2 separate regions of the Zea mays genome follow, and region 2 is linked to region 1. Evidence: chromatin contacts called from public Hi-C data. All regions are on one chromosome and are shown on one strand. The core of a region is the stretch at or near the end of the contact, and the rest is flanking DNA. Distances in the headings are between cores, read along the strand shown.

Evidence for each region. Hi-C and Micro-C count contacts between places; a contact is called where the count stands out from the background.
Region 2: a Hi-C map of leaf shows a contact between it and region 1, with 6 times the contacts expected there. The contact joins the promoter of LOC100383498 here to the enhancer-like site in region 1. A contact is called at or near these places in 3 of 25 Hi-C or Micro-C datasets (ear, endosperm and leaf).

Annotation. Positions count from the first base shown.
Region 1 is chr9:128,031,758-128,035,371 of Zm-B73-REFERENCE-NAM-5.0, reverse strand. No RefSeq gene overlaps it. Among protein-coding and RNA genes, the nearest start is that of LOC100383498, 75 kb to the left of the region's middle. Within about 2 kb of position 1,856, at least 20 of the 20 cell types and tissues checked have an H3K27ac peak or open chromatin away from gene starts, as enhancers often do. A contact at or near this core is called in ear, endosperm and leaf, where this site is marked.
Region 2 is chr9:128,106,569-128,110,062 of Zm-B73-REFERENCE-NAM-5.0, reverse strand. It overlaps LOC100383498, which reads right to left and starts at 1,631. Exons shown (of 13, transcript NM_001176146.1): 1 at 1,173-1,631; 2 at 180-385; 3 at 1-86. The coding sequence starts at 1,347.

The DNA of each region.
Region 1 (3,614 bases), core at 607-3,106:
ACAGCCAACTCATTTCCAATCGCTTTTCTACTGTTTCTAGCACTTAGACACAATACATTAGTACCCAAATCAATGTACTAAGTCTAGAAACTTACCTTGTTGCATAATTTGCACTTCTTAAATCTTTGGCACGGTTTAACACTTAGAGAATATGTGTTGGGCACTTAATCACCAAAACACTTTAGAAATGGCCCAAGGGCACATTTCCCTTTCAGTAGTTCTCTTCATCCCGACCGCCGACGTGCATCTGCGCTCGGGAGAGCAGGTCTCCGGAACCCTTCGCCTTTTCGACATCCTGCACCGGGAGAGGGCGAATAAGGTTTTTGGAAAGCGTCCTCACGTGACTGCTCGCGATTAGGGATGGCAATGGATGTGATTTATCCACATACCCGCGGATAAAAAACCCGTTGGGCACGGTTTTGGGTACGAGTCTGTACCCATGGATACGGATACGGGTAGCACTTGATATCCGTGGATATTTTTAAAACGGGTACGAAAAATCAGTATCCATACCCAAATACCCGAATATCCGTTAAAATATCTCGTACTCCTGTCCCACAGGCCCACGAGCCACAACCCACAAGGCCACAAGCCTAGGTTCCAGGCTTCCAGCGAAGCCCTCGCTTGGTCGCTCTCACTCCAGACCCTCCCATCTCTCCTCTCCCACTCCTACCGCGACTGTCACCTAGAGTACAGATACAATACATACGTATAATTATTGTTAGGATTTAAATATGTTGTATGTGTAGTGGGCAAACGGATATATCCGTGACTGTTGCCTAGAATTTGCTGGATTTAAATATGTTGCATGTGTAGTGGGCAAACGGATATATCCGCGGATATCCGATACTGTTTTTTATCCATAGCGGATAACGGGTACGGGTTCGGATACCAGATATAAGTCACGGATATGGATGTCCAGAGATACTATCCGTGGATAGTTTATCCGTTGCCATCCCTACTCGCGATCTTGTCGTCGAACCCTGCTGTTTCGACATCATCGGCTCCGCTGCTTCGACGTCGTCGACCCTGCTGCTTCCGGCCCGTGTCATCTACCAGTATGTTTGATCAATGCACATTATCTGATTTGACTTTATACTCCAGTTCTTCTGATTTATATATTCAGAATTTAATCTAAAAATTGTATAATAATTCAACAATAATTTATATTCGAAATTTAATCTGAAAATATCTAATAATTCAACAGACACCTAGACGGGCACAAGTAGACCACCATTCTTTGGTATGCGCACCCTGTCAGAAAAGGAAGCACGAATGCGAGCACCTGGTTCGGCAAAAATCTCCCCAAATCTGGTGCACGGCCGTCGCCTAGGGGCTGGAATCGAGCAAGGAATTTTATGTGCGAACTTGTCAAACAACCCGGCCCGAAGGAGCTTCCTCACCAATGCAACCGCAAATCAGGTCAGGAGGGATTCTAGAATTTTACGTGCGAACCCTGACCTTATACCCATTCGTCACGCAAGAGGAATAGAAACTAGGGAAGATCTCATCTCACCCGGACACCGCCGCCAAATGCCGCCGGAAATAGAGGGAGATTCATTGCTGCCCAGGCCGGCATCCAACGCAGAGAAGTCTACCGCCGCCAACGCCGTCACACTCAACTCGATGTCCAGTTGTCCACTGACCACTGCTGTCTGTCTAGGCCGTCCGGACTGCCGACACCCCCGCGGAAGGAAAGGTTAGTCTTTGATACCGGCCGTCCGCCACGGTACTGGCCGCGCGCACGGGCACGACCAGCCGACCAGCCCGCCGCAGAGGCCGGAGAGCGCGCGGAGCGGTGCCTTGGCGGATGGCGAGGCATGGGCGGAGGCAGGTTCATGGGCTTGGACCTCAGATAGCGCGCATGGCATGACACACGTGGGCTGGGTGGATATCCGTCCATCCCATTTCACGACAAGACCATCCGGGTTCCGTTCATTTTTCTGGGCCGCGGAAAATCCAAGCAGGTCGTAGCTTCTGCTCCCGTTACCCCGTCAACCCAAATGGCCGGCCCAACCTCTCTCAGTTACCCCGGGTCTGAACTGGACTGGACTCTGGAGCATGCTGCTTTTGGTCTGACCCAGAAGACTTGTGTGTGTGCGCGCGCGTGTTTTAAACAATAATGTTTAAAAGGGTCTATCTCTATCTAGATTTCTAGAAACTAGCACTTTTATTTATAAATAAAATACCCGGCCACACCACATGAATGGACATGACTAACTAAACATTCTGATACGAAACCATGATATGGTATAAGATTGAGCTTACCAGTATTAAGCGGTGTACAAAACACTATTGTATCAGTTCTACAGAGATACGGTAGACACTTTAGTGTTTGGAATTAATAGACGATGGAATAGATATCTACTATTTGCTCCATTCCATAATCCAGATGGCGTGATTGGCCGGCCAGCCAAGTTATGCCAAAGCAGATAGCGTAATAAGGAGATGAGTCACACCACCAGAATCCAGTGTTTCTTAACTTTCTTTATCGATCCAAAACAAAGGATCTATGTATCTTTCAATTTCTTCAGAATTTTTCAAGTAGATACTGGAAGATAAGCATGACCTATTCGCTTGTGTTTTGTATTATACCTCTTGTAGTTTTGAAATTAAAATTCTTTCCCATAAAATAATATTTGAGTCTTGGATTAACTTGTTTAGCCTCAAAATAGACTACAAAAAATTAGGGAAAAAACTACCTAAATTCATGGTTTCAAAATAGACTCCAAAAAACTAGAAACTAAAAATTCTTTCCCATAATATAATATTTGAGTCTTGCATTAACCTGTATAGTCTCAAAATAGACTCCAAAAATGTATGTGTTTATGTAAAAGGACCGCTTTGATACTTGGAGTGAATAGACACTACAAACTTTTTTTTTAAAAAAAGTTAGTACATAAAAAAATTAAACACGACACTCTATACTAAACCCGGCCAAGCTGACTTTGCATAGTGGCCTTGGCACAATGCTAAACCCAGCTTGGTTGGGTTGTAATGTCGGTTTGGACGAGTTTGGCCAGCGCAATGCCAAGTGTGCCTTTGCGCCTCGCTTCTCTTCTACGTCAATATAACTTGATGTGTGCTTTCATTATAAGTGTATGGACACCTTCACACACTCTCTACAAACACAAATCACCAAACATGAGTAGCACAAGCAGAAAAACAAATATATATGCAATATTGATAGGTCTTAGGAAAACCAAATAAAAGACACGAGGATTTGTTTGACCGAAGCTCGGACCACACAATGGTGTTGTACGGATCCGTTATGGAAGCCAGTGAGTGACTCAAAAAGGTATGCTTAGCCGACGCCAAAATGACCTATTTCCACTGTCCCACTAACTTTCAGTGGGTAGGTCAACCCTTCTTACAAGTCCACCATAGCAACCCACACAACCTCAAGTTCTTGTTGATGGCACCTTGCCACCTAAGAACAAAATTCCAAGAGTGACAAACTAAGTGAACTAAAATACTTTGACTTGCTCAAGCGCTCAAGAGTGGAACAACTCTCATAGGTTTCTCAGGATCTCTAATGCCACTAAGGCACGTTCACAAGGCTTGGATCACTCTTTAAACATGTATTAGTGAATGTGTATTGGACAACCTTAGAG
Region 2 (3,494 bases), core at 382-2,881, 75 kb before region 1:
TATTGCATAAACTTGTCCATTCGCTTAGCTAGCTTTGGTGCAACCCAACCATCTGTCGAAAATGATTTGATTTCTCCCGCGATTCTCTGTATGAAACATAGTGTCGATGAAGTACAGCATGTTTCAGCGTAATTCTACAACAAACCTCACATCATTAACCATGATAAGAAACTAAATACCGTGGGATAGTGAGAACAATCAAATGCCTCTATCTCGCTTATTCCACTGATACCCCTTAAAAGGTTATTGTAGAATTCATCAGGATCATGCCCTAGTGGCGTCACTACACCCATGCCAGTGACAACCACTCTCCTCTGTTTCATATCAGGTTTCTTATTTTCCACAGCTGTCCTTTCAGGATGCAAGGCAACAGACATGGCCATTCCTGCAGTTCACCAGAATTTTGTTCATTCGGTGTACAACTACCAGAAATCAGCATGTAAGACAAATAGAAGTGGACAACAGGAAAGGCAGTGCCATCCACAAATGCCCATATATCAATTGAATCCCTTTTCAAGTAAAAACTTTGGTCATCTGAGTGGCCCACAGGGGAGAACAAAAGAAGACACCACAATCAACAAATAATATAGGATGGTTTGCCCACACATTTCATTTGGTATGCTTGTGCTGAAGTAATGGTACCACAAAGGCACAGCCAAAACCAGGGATGGCAGTAGAGATATCAACTGTTAAGGAATGCAAGCTTGCTTAGTTCCAGACAGGACAATTTCATGAACAAGACAATATTTCAGTTTCTTTTGGTTGTCAATATAGCGACGCCAAAATTGGGTCTGAAATTTCCCTGTAGGCACAGTTCCTCCTCATGATAAAAATCCTAGGTTTACATAAATTTAGTGAAACTAGTGCAGCCAGACCTAGCAATTGCAAACCCACCAACTTACTCCAGAGCATGAGCTGACGGCCAGTCCGAAACCATACAAAAACAAAAAAGACTGGACCAAGATGCCGGCATCAAGCTGGGTATAATCCCCTCGAAGCCTACATCCCGGGCGCGCGCACGAGCTATGTGACCCTGGAACCGTATAAAACTCCCACCTTTAACCCGCCGCCAAATCTCCGCTGTGACACTACCGATGCAGTGAAACTCCTCCGTTACAGCGAAGCGTGAAAGAAACCAGACTTTGGCAATAGAAAACGGGAAATGGGCTGACCAGAGCGCCCCACGCCGCGGCGCCCTGAGCCGAGGCGGCGGCGCGAGCCGAAGAAACCCCCTACGCCGCCACCGCGGTGCCTGCGTTCATTCTCCTTCTCGCCATCGCCGCAGGCCGCGGAGAGACAGGCGGCGACGAGCCAGGTGCAGAGCGGCGGCGCCACCGCCGCTGCCATTGCTCAGGGCCTAGATCCCGGGAACGCTATGAGGACGCCGGGCAGCTGATTTCGGGGGCGGGGACGCGGTCGCATCCACCGGCCCCGAGAACCGGGGAGCAGAGCCCCGAGATGCGTCCGGCGGGCGAGAGAAGTAGGGTAGGGGTGGGTAGGCGGAGGAGTTCGTGGGAGTCGGGGGCGTGGCGGGTGGTGGGTGAGCTCAGTAAGAAAGGAGGCCGCTTGAGGACATCTGGGAGGTGGCCGACGGGGCGGGGGCCGCCATTGCCAGGTGTTCGCGGTGGTGGGAAAGACCAGAGCAGCGGAGTCAGGAGCACAGATGGTGTGGTTTAATAGAAGGAAAATCCAACACAACCAAACCGGATGGCGAAACTTTTCCTCGACCTCGCTCGAGTCGAGGAGTCTTTGCTAGTAGTAAAAACTTTTAAGACCGAAGTTTTTATTCTTTTCAGTAAGTAGTACGGAGTATTTTACAAGAACTTCTCGCTTGGGCTTGGCCCGTAGCGGTGTAAATATGTGAGTGGAAACTGAAAAGCTTGAGGAGATGGAGAGGAGGGAGCGACTGGGTCGCGAGGCCTGTGTGGGATTTTGATGTTGCCAGCTAGGGCTCTGGATGCTCCCAAAAATTGCTTTCGGATGGAAGGATTGGAATTGGATAAATATACGTGCATCCCAGTCTAAGAAATAATAATTGTATTTAAAAAGTTTCATCCAGAAATAATAATCATATTTTGAATAAAAAGGTAAGCGATATATATTTTGATCGACACGATTAATTACATAATATGTAAATTTCGACGTGCACTATAGATTTGTAGTCAAAGTATTTCTGAGATGATATTGTTTTTATACCAATAAAAAAGGATCAAATACGTGCAGTACGATCCAATGTTATAATTGTAAAATTTTAAAAAACATGGATGGTGGTAAAAGTCGGTTAGTTTGAACAATCACTAGAAGAAGCTATATACAGGTGTGAAGAAAAAATATTTTATATTTTATGGAATCCGAAGTGGGAAAGTAATGGTAGAGCGCAATGAGTTAAAATTATCCGTTTCACAGTACTTTTTTTGTCCTTCCGAAGTTCAAAAAGAGGTACTCAAATAAAATAGGAATTCACAAAATGGAGAAAATCGTTGCAGTCATTATAGGAAAGTATGGGGAGACTTAGAGCATATCCTATTTGAAGGAAGATGAAATTCAAATCAGGTAAGAGATCCTTCCTTCTATTGATTTGATCATAATTCTTTTTTCTTTTTATGTCTCTCTGATTTTCGATGAATGAGCCTATTGGTAATGCTTTTATCTCTTTCTGTGGCGCAATTAAGGATGAAAACGGTTTCGGAATTTTTCGGAATTCCGGAAACCGGTTTCGAAAAAAAAAATTATCAGAATCGGTGTGGTGTTTTTCGAAAACAGAATCGGTTTTCGGAATTTCTATCGGAATCGGTGTGGTGTTTTACCGACCATTTTCTTCGGTTACTGGTTTTTGTCGGAAATTATCGGATTTGTGTCGCGGAATTTTTCGGAATTGTGTCTCGATTTTTTTTGGAATTGTGACTCAGAATTTTTCGGAATTTTTCAGCATGTGATTTTTCACATCGTATGTACGTCTCTAGATAAGGATTACTTATTTTTGTATTTTTTGGACGCCTTTATATTTTTTTTGGGATAGATGGTATTGGAAGGCAGTTGGGATTAACGATTTGGTCTCTCGAACGAATCCATCATTTTATATGTACATGTTATGTATTAGTAATATATAATGATAGAGATCCGACAGTCTATCTTTTTCACACACTAGGTTTTAGGGTTTTCCTGTGAGGTTGTGAAAAAACTCTTTATGTGAGGGAAAATATTTCATAAGCAAGCATGTCATGTCAACTAGATCGAGTGGATATTGTGAACTGTGAACTTTGAGTCTGTGAACTTGTGATATTTATGAACTTGTTATATTGTGAACTTGTTATATTGAGAACTTGTGATCTTTGTAAATTTTTTATATTATAAATTTGTGATCCTTGTGAACTTGTTATATCATGAATTGTGAAGTTGTGGTCTTTGTGATCTTTTGTCAACTTTGTTGTATTGTGAAGTTTGATATGTTTACCGATTGTATTTTAGATTTCGACCGTTACAGGTGTATTTTC